3 separate regions of the Sus scrofa genome follow, and regions 1 and 3 are each linked to region 2. Evidence: chromatin contacts called from public Hi-C and HiChIP or PLAC-seq data. All regions are on one chromosome and are shown on one strand. The core of a region is the stretch at or near the end of the contact, and the rest is flanking DNA. Distances in the headings are between cores, read along the strand shown.

What was found. A called contact is a pair of places that touch in the nucleus more often than the background predicts. HiChIP or PLAC-seq counts read pairs in DNA pulled down with a chosen protein or histone mark.
Region 1: a contact with region 2 is called in an H3K27ac HiChIP or PLAC-seq map of alveolar macrophages. The contact joins the promoter of EXTL2 here to the promoter of MFSD14A in region 2. A contact is called at or near these places in 1 of 5 promoter capture datasets (fetal skeletal muscle) and 2 of 2 datasets of contacts at active chromatin or transcription factors (alveolar macrophages and skeletal muscle).
Region 3: a Hi-C map of heart right ventricle shows a contact between it and region 2, with 4 times the contacts expected there. The contact joins the promoter of VCAM1 here to the promoter of MFSD14A in region 2. A contact is called at or near these places in 2 of 47 Hi-C or Micro-C datasets (adipocytes and heart right ventricle).

What each region holds. Positions count from the first base shown.
Region 1 is chr4:117,395,608-117,398,657 of Sscrofa11.1, forward strand. EXTL2 (exostosin like glycosyltransferase 2) reads left to right here and starts at 1,604. Exons shown (of 5, transcript NM_001243549.1): 1 at 1,604-2,165. It overlaps SLC30A7 (solute carrier family 30 member 7), which reads right to left and starts at 776. Exons shown (of 11, transcript NM_001136211.1): 1 at 628-776; 2 at 318-419. The coding sequence starts at 707.
Region 2 is chr4:118,088,858-118,091,829 of Sscrofa11.1, forward strand. It overlaps MFSD14A (hippocampus abundant transcript 1 protein), which reads right to left and starts at 1,517. Exons shown (of 13, transcript XM_013997351.2): 1 at 1,278-1,517. The coding sequence starts at 1,361.
Region 3 is chr4:117,509,280-117,512,526 of Sscrofa11.1, forward strand. VCAM1 (vascular cell adhesion molecule 1) reads right to left here and starts at 1,932. Exons shown (of 8, transcript NM_213891.1): 1 at 1,772-1,932; 2 at 979-1,219; 3 at 942-976. The coding sequence starts at 1,835.

The DNA.
Region 1 (3,050 bases), core at 354-2,853, 690 kb before region 2:
ACGCGTGTAAAGACAAAAGACTGTCTCCATGTGTCAAACTGAAGAAGGGTCTTGGCACTCGCGTTTATCGGACTAGGGGGTGGTGGTGGAAGGAGGGAGCGGGGACCTAAATTTTAACTGCTGCATGTGATGGCCCAGAATTTTAAGAAACGTAAGCATGCCAGACCAGTGTGGATATGAGAAAGCAACTCTGCAGCAGAGGTGGTGGCAAAGGCAAGACCTGAACCTCCCGGTGAGCAGCTACGTGGCACTAAGCAAACAGTGTTTCGTCTCCCCCACCCTCTGCTTCCGCCCCAACCCTTTTTCCCTTTGGTTACCAGTTGCTCCAGATGCCGTAGAGTAGTTCGACAAAAGCGAAAGAGAGGTTCAGGCACAGGAAGAAAAACAGGTTCCGAGACGTCTTGTCCGACAGGATGGACCTAGGCATGACACAAGTGGGGAAGAGCCGGGAAAGTCAAAGCGGGCCGGGACCCGGAGGCTGGGTTCTCCTTTCAAGACCCTCCCAGTCCACACTTTCAAAACGAGGGTGTCCCCGACGCTCCCTCCCTGGACCTCGAGCCATCCTTAGGTTTGGGCCTTCTCCCCTTCTGCCAGACATCCCCATCCCGCAAACACAGCACCCCGCACCTAAACCAGCCCGAGATCTTGCCGAACAGATTGAACTTGGGTGGTTTGTATTCATCGTCCTTGATGGACAGGGGCAACATCTTCTCTGCCCGGCGAAGGGCCGGGTCTACACCCCACTAGTAGCGGCTCCGTGGGTGATGGTAGTGACAGTGGTGACGCCTCAGATGGGAAGCCCCGGAGCTTGTCCCGGGCCGCGCGCCGCTTCCAGACACAGACTCAGACACAGACTCAGACACACACACCCGGGAACCCGCCGACTTCCGGCCCGGGCCGCGCAACGCGTCCTGGGACGGGAAAGGGGGAAGGCGGGGCCGAGGGCGGGACTTGCGCGGTGGGGCGGGGCTTACGACAGGGGGCGGGGCTGCGCGGGTTTTTCTGCGAGTTAAAGGTGGTTGCAACGACTCGGTGTTCCAAAGGGCCGACCTGGGGTGGAGTCCCGCCACCTGGACTGAGGAGGAAAGTCCTGAGCTGGCCCTCTCACGGCCTGGGCTGGGTGGGAAGTTGAGAGCCCGCACTCGTCCACCCTGACCGCCTACCGCCGATGTTCCCGGATGCGCTGGCGTCCAGCGCCAGCCCTTTCGCCCTTACCCCTGTTATCATTAAGACCTGATGCCCTGGGCAGCAGTGCTTAAGAACCTAGGCCGCACGTTCTCTCGCCTTCACTCCACAGGAAGCGCAAATGATGGTTTTGCTGGGTGAACCCTGGACACCCACATCCTAACAATCCACCCCGCCCCGCCCCCCGAAAACAGCGCCTGACCTCTCCGTACTGCCACGCTGGAGGCAATCAATAAAGGTCTTCCGAAAGAATTTTAAATGTATTTAAGAGAACCCTTTAAAAGGAGCGCCGACGAGACTGGGTTGGAATGCAGGTTTGGTTAAGGCATTGCTTCCACGACAATTCTCAATCCGCAGATAACCCAAAACTCGAGTTCCTACACGTCCCCTTCACTTCCAGGTCATCCCGGAGGCCGCAGTCGCGGCTCTAACGCTCGTCAGAACCCCACTGCCCATCGCGAGGAAGTGCAGGAAAAACAGGCTCTTTGGTGGGACGCAGGGACGTGCGGAGCTCGGGGAGGCTAGCCCGACGGGCCTGTCCTGGGCACCCACGGTCGTTGGAACTCGTCTTCGGGCGTCTTTCCGGGAAATTGCTTGGGTAAGGTCAGGTGGTCCATCACCTGAATGAGTACAAGGTGTTGTCTTGGGGGAGAAATGGGGATAAAGGACGACCGGCTTTTGGAGGTGGGCTGGAAACTACAAAACCGAGCTTCTTGGGAACAGCCTTATAGTCTAACAGGAAGTGGAGCGTCACCGAAAGGGAGGGGTGGCCGCCCGGGACGGCCCCCTGCTTCAGGCTCTCTCTTTGCGGTCAGCGTTTCATCCAGGTTATCCATCCAGCGAGTGACGCCAAGTCCTTGCACGCTACTGGGTTTGGAAAAAAACAAAAAATGAGCAAGCGAGACGCCCCTTCCGTTTTATGATCACCAAGCTGCAAGCAAATAAATCGGCTGGTCCCACTGCAATCTTCTGCACTCGAGGTAAGGAAATACCAAAATGCTCTCATGTTAAAAATGTTCTGCAGTGAGCATATATGTGTTTTGCTCTCCTTGGAACTTTGTGAGTATGTGGGGTGGTGATTAGGTGGTTTTATTTTTAAAAACATAATTTATGTACTCTGCAATTTTTTTTAAATGTCCATGTTAATTAAAACTGCTTTATAAAAACAGCTAGATTCCAGAAATTAAGTTCTGGAAAGAGTACTTTGCCTTTCTAGGCATATATTTCATTATTTTAACTTAAAGAAATATTTTCAATTAGTAGCATTTATTTATATTTTTAGGAAGCTTTTATATTAGCCATAGACTGAATTTTATTCAACTGCACTGCCAGGGAAACATCAGTGGGTACAAACTGGGTTCAAGATAAATATTTCCATGGCAATTGAGTTTTTCTCCAAAGCTGCTTTATTTCAATATGATGTAACTTTGCTGGGGGGGGGGAGGTGAGGGTATATGGAAGTAACTAAATGTCAGCAACTGATTTGCAGCGTTCCCTTAACTCATCAAGGTCAGCTGGAATTTGAGCTTGTGTTTTTGTATTCTGCCTTTGAAGATAAATTCTGCATTTTATCTTATATTGCTTTGGATGAGAAATTGCTCAGCTGGTTTATAGAGAAATCTGCAATACCCTTTTTCATAATAGCTTTTAAATAAGTTGGAAAAATTGAAGTTTAATTTCAGTTGTATTGGTCCTGGGACTCCTAAGTCCCCACTCCTCACCCCCAAAATATAAGATAGCTATTCCCATGAGGGCCTTCTTTCAAAAGGCGGCAATGCCACTTCACATCTTTCATCCTTAAGTGGCAAAATTACCAACTGCAATACGAAAAGCATTTTACTAGAAATGGTAATTGGACACTTTAA
Region 2 (2,972 bases), core at 267-2,766:
AATTAATCAAATACAACAAAATTTGAGGACTTGAATTTCAAAGCTTCTTTTTTCACTAAATGTCAAAGTTATGACATCTATACATTTGACAGTTAAGTAAAAGTATATGCTGAAATTGTTCCATATGTCCCAAGTTTTCTAAATTTTAGCAGACTGACTGGGACATATTCTGAAATGTCGAAAGAAAGTTGTTCTTCATTTCAAATGAATACAGCAAAGCCTCACATATTTAGCCCTGTGCTAGTAGTTGAGGGCTCCAACAAAATATAAGCAAATATGGGGGGAAAAGGAACCATTTCTGCCTATTTCTCGGAGAAGTGACATATGCATTTCACTTTTCCATTCTATTTCAGAACATGATATCAAAGAAGGCAACAAAGACTAGAGAGCGTAGCAATGGAGAATTTTCAGCATAAAAAAAGTACAGGCGCGTTATTTTCAATTAAGAGGCCTACGTCCCCTGCTGGTTAACGACACCACGATGCATAAAGTTTACTGTGACGACAACTGTTTCTAAAAAGCACAAATTTTGTCTCGCCCTCAATCGGTCTTCCAATCCTCAGGCCACAACTCCATCTAGTCTTTTTTGTTTTAAAATACACCAGGTGATTTCTGAAGCCCGGGGGTGAGGACTGGCCTGTGAAAACCAGCAGATTCAGGTCTAGGCCCAGGTGTCCTCTGTCCCGCTCCTGCTGCGGGAAGTCAGGGGGAAGCCCACCTTCCGACGGTGTTTACCGTACAGCAGGCAGCGAAGGGCAGGAGCACCGACCCAGGACCGGGAAGGAGAGAGCGAGCGCACGACCCGGCCCCGCCGGGGTCGCCGCGCCAGATGCCACCCCGTTAGCAGCATATGGGAGGGCAGGGACTGCCCCCGGCCGCGGGGCCTGGACGGCGGGGGGGAGGGGGCGGCACCAGCACCGCCCCGGCGACACGGTGGGCCGGCCGGCGACGGAGCCCGGCGTCGATCCCTGCCCGCGGAGGAGGAGCGCGGGGGGCTCGGGGCCGCAGGGCCTCCGGGGGCGACGGCGGAGAGGGCGGCAGGTGCGGGAGAGGCGAGCGGCTTCACCATCCGAGAGGACCGGCCCGGAGGCCGCAGGCCGGCGAGGAGAGGAAAGCCCCCGGAGCAGAGGCACGGGGGCCCGGGAGCCCGAGACAGCGGCACCGCGGGAGGGTAGGGAGGGCGGAGGGCACCCAGGGGCGGCCGCAGGGGGCAGCGCGGGGGCAGAGAGAGATCCGGGCCCCGCAAGACCCTCCCCGGCGCGGTACCCCCGGCTCACCGTGCCTCCGTCCTTAATGATGATCTTCTTGGCCAGCATGATACTGCGGTTCGCGGCCCGTTTCTTCTTCTTCCCCTGGGTCATTTTACCATCCTCGACTCCTGGCGCTGCTGCAGCCACTCCCGGGGCGGCCGGCCCCAGCGGCGAGTGCCGTCCCGCCACTACTGCCGGGCCGAGCCGCTCGGGGCGCCCGCCGCCATCTTGAGGGCCCGGCCTGCCTCCGGCGGCGCGTCACATCGTGCGATCGGCCGACGAGCCCGCCCCGCCCACGTGACGCCGCCCCGCCCACGTGACGCCGCTCCGCCCGCTCGGCCGCCGGGGGGCGGCGCGCGCCTATGCGATCCCGGGCGGAGCGAGCCGCTCACCAGCTCGCTGGATCCTCGCAGCCGCCCGGGCGCTGGGGCCCGCGGAAGTTCCCCGTAACGGAGGAGGAATTGGACATTTCTAAAAGTTACCTGCTCCTGGAAAGAGCCGAGAAACGGTTGCACTGGAATTTTAACCAGACGAGTAGACTCTCTGGGCCGTCCACAGCTGTGTTCTAACCGAGACCAGAGCCGAAGGAAACGGTTCAGAGTTTCCCAGAAATAAGCTGAGTTTTCATAAACAATTTTTTGTCTTTCTGGTGCTGGGGGCGGGAGCGGCCTAGAGCTCAACCGAAGCACCTTTTCTTTATTCTCCGCTGATAGAAACTTACATAACCGGAGTCCCCGTCTGGGCTCAGTGGAAATGAATCTGACAAGTATCCATGAGGACGCAGGTTCAATACCTGGCCCCACTCAGTGGGTTAAGGCTCAGCGTTGCTGTGAGCTGCCGTGTAGACCAGAAGCTACAGCGCCAATTTGACCCCTAGTCTGAAAACCTCCATACGCTGCAGGTGCGGCCCTAAAAGAGAAAAACAAAACCTTACATAACCTAAGTCACACTTTGTAGCCCGCTGCCTGTATTGTTTAACAATCAATTTTGTAGAGTTCCTATCATGGCTCAGTGGTTAATGAATCCGACTAGGAACCATGAGGTTGCGGGTTCCATCCCTGGCCTCGCTCAGTGGGTTAAGGATCCGAAATTGCCGTGGGCTGTGGTGTAGGTCGCAGACGTGGCTCGGATCCCGCGTTGCTGTGGCTGTGGTGTAGGCTGGCAGCTACAGCTCTGATTAGACTCCTACCCTGGGAACCTCCATATGCTGTGGGTGTGGCCCAAAAAAGACAAAAAAAAAAAAAAAAAGGAATGTCAGAAGGGGCCCTAAAAAGCAAAAAAAAAAAAAAAAAAAAGACTATCCTTTTCCTGAAGGAATATAAGCCTTTAGGAGAGAAGGGATGTGGAGCTTGCTACCTGCTCTGAAATAGTTAGGAAATAAGTATGTGAGGAAAGGGTAAGAGAATGATGAAGCAGAACGGAAAGATGTTGAAAAAAAAAATAGTAAATTTGGGTATGGTGGTTTTAAGATATGTTCACAAGTTGAGTGATATTCTTTTCTAGAAGAGGTGGAGTCTAATTCCTCGTGAGGGTGGGCTGGGGTTAGTGACTGTTATCTAACAGGATATGATGGAAGTGACAGCGCTGACTTCATAGTGTAGGTCATAGAAAGTACTCCATCCTCCCACTGGCTCTGTCTTCCTCATTTCTCAGGGCCCAAGCCTAGTGGAAACCAGCCACCAAGACACGAGGACACTTAGGCAGCCTGTGGGGAGGTCCTGT
Region 3 (3,247 bases), core at 682-3,181, 580 kb before region 2:
AACAAAACTTCCTAAATTCATCTCTGCCAAAGTCAAATGAGGGAACTATTTGCAGATATTTTCCTTCTGTCTAATGGGAAAATGCTTGTACAGAAGCTCATTAATTTAGACCTCTTGCTTAATCTTTAGACTCATTTTAAGCACCAAATTGCATAAGAATAGATAAATGGAAAATCCCTGAAGGATGGGATTCATGACTCATTTAGACACACGGACAAGTAATATGTAAAGATATAATCCACAGTTTCTACTGTGGCACAGTGGGTTAAGAATCCATATGTGGCGGTTTGGCTTACTGTAGAGGTGCAGGTTTGATCCTCTGTGGCGAGGGCTAAAAGATTTGGATTCAATCACTGGCCCAGGAACTTCCATATGCCTTGGGTGACGCCATTTAACAAAATATAGAAATAATCAAATAGAATTTTTTTTTTTTTATTTTTAGGGCTGCATTCATGGCATATGGAAGTTCCCAGGCTAGGGCTGAATCAGAGCTATAGACACCGGCCTACAGCACAGCTCACAGCAACACCGGATCCTTAACCCACTGAGCAAGGCCAGGGATCGAACCTGCGTCCTCATGGATATTAGTCAGATTTGTTTCCACTGCACCACCAGGGGAGCTCTAGAAAAAATTTTGATAAAATAAAAAGAACCTTGAAGAACGTCATTTTATGGCTAAGAAAACTGAAGCCCAGGGAGGTTGAGTCTTACAGTTGGCCACCATGTTTATGGCAGAGTTGGAAACAGAAGCCAAGATTTGGGTTTCTGGTCTAGTGCAAGATTCACTCGCTTTCTCGGTGCACTTTGTCCTCTAACCAAGAATCTGGACATGAATACCATACTTAATTGTTATTCTTTTAAAACCTTACTTTAAAAAAAAAAAAAAAAACGTATTTTAAAGCAAAATGGGGAGAAAATCAAATAATCTCTAAAGTACTCACAGTAGATCTCCACTTGGATTCCTCTTTCCCCTTTCAATTCCCGCAGGAGACTGTGCACAGATAGGAGTGTTCATTCTCAAAACTAACGGGATTCATGACCAGCGTGGATCTGGTCCCGTTAGTTTTCACTTTTCCATTCAGAGGACTGTCTATCTGAGTTCTCCAAGAGAAAGACAGGGAGGACTCGCAGTCCGGTGCGCTGCAAGTCAGGGAAGCGGAGTCACCAATCTGCGCAATCATTTTGTCTTCAGGGAAGATCTCGACTTTAACATTTTGAGCTGCAGAGGCAAAAAGAGAAACCCAAACGTACCACGGGTTTGTTTACGGTCCTATTGCTTCTTCTCTGTTCCAGTAGAACACTCAAAATACAACCTGGCTGATCGCCTTCCTAAAACTGCTTTGGACCAACACAAGGCAGCATTGGAGCTGCTGCCAAAAGAAGGTGTTGAAATCACCTTCACTTAAGAGAACTCTCACTTCTGACCTCGATACCCATTGCTCAGAGTTGTTTTGTCACTAGCCAAGTCCAATGTCATTATCGAGTACAGGAAACTAAAGAGATAGACCTTCCTAGAGATGGACTCCAATTACTCACTCATTTGACATGGAAAAAAAAAGGTTACAAAAAGCATCAACTTTGCAGCTTCAACTATGACAGTGAACCAGTAGATAGCAATACTCAGTGGCACAGTGAAAGTTAGGTTAAATTAAGTCCTCTTGCTCTTTAAAAACCCTAGTGCCTTTCTTCACCACCATAGCAAAACTGACCGAAGCCAAAATCAGGGCTAAAATGCAATGCTAGCATTTGGAACAGATCAAGGAGAACTTACAAACGGCAAACACCATCCAAAGTATATTTGAGGCTCCAAAGATCACGACGATATTCCTCGGCATTTTAAGTTGCTGTGTGACGAGGAAACAATGGTTCCAAAACCCTTCTTTGTGTCCTCCCTGAAAGTGCTCAGGAAGAGTCTTGAGCTCCAAAAGCCAGTGAGGTTCAGTGAGGAATGAAATAGAAAGTCTGCTCTTTATAAAGGGTCTTGTTGCAGAAGCGCAGAGGCGGAGGGAAATCCCTTCAAGGGGAAACCCGGACAGAGCCAGAAAAAAAGTTTAACTGACAGCCAGCCAAGGCCAGTATTAACCCCTTCCTTTGCTCTCAGTACTGAAACTCCTGTCTCTGTCCCAGAAAAAGAAAAAACACTCCCAAGTCTATAAAATTCAATCTTTTCCTGATTTTCCTTCCCAAAGCATATCTTTGCAAGAAAGATATGAAGTAATGCTTGCTGCAGAATGAGGCTTTCTGAATCCAATGAGGGGAAAGAGAGAGAAAGAAATAGAAACTTACACTCGAGTGTTGGAAGAGGCTGAACAGTACCATATCATTTGAATGATTGTTCTCCATTATGAAGATATATTTGCAATCCTACAACAGAGATTAAATGTTCTCTTGCAAGAAAAGGGAAGAGATCCCTTCTTTTGATGAGTTGTTTTTTTGTTTTTTGTTTTTTTTTTTTCTAAGGGAGACAGCATGGCTTTTTACTTTTAATTCACAAAAATCGTTCTTTTGACAACAAATACCAACTTTCTGAAATGATGATCTTGAGCAGAGGAAGGAAGTAAAGAAATGCTACCAAAACAAGAGAGGTCATTTTTCTCTTTTGTTTTAGAAAAGTTACCGATTCTTTGATTCAGTGGCTAGCTAGGTAATTGGAAGTCTTTTGCAGACTTAGATTCAAATATATGGAATTCATCTCAGGTGGTAAATCTCTTGGACTCTGTGAGACTTACTCACAAACACAGTTAAAATACGAACAATACTTTGGGTTTGGTATGGGGGGATGCTGACAACAACTGCATGCTCTTTTTCCCCTCCTAGGAAATGACTTTTAAAAGGTATTTTTAAATGGCTGTTTTCGCCTTGTGCACACATGCTCAAGTCTTTGCAAAATGCTTGGCCATCAAATAGAAACCGGAATAGCCACTTCCTTATAGTCTACATGTGCAGTTCTTCCTCCCCCATTGGATCATCCATTCCTGTCATGGTCCCAGACAAGTTCCTGTTCCTCATTGTATCCGCCTCTGCCTTCTCAATATGTAATGCATGGTTTTACACTTCGCGGAGGCACAGGTTCAATCCTTGGCCCAGGAACTTCTGCATGCCATGGGCACAGCCAAAAAGAATTTTAAAGAGGTATTGATAAGCTCCAAGTGCACTCACAGCTTTCTACCTTCTCATCATCTGAGGCCATGGTCTCCAAGACCATATTGGGATGTTGGGAACAGAAGTGTCTGATTCAAGGTTATAG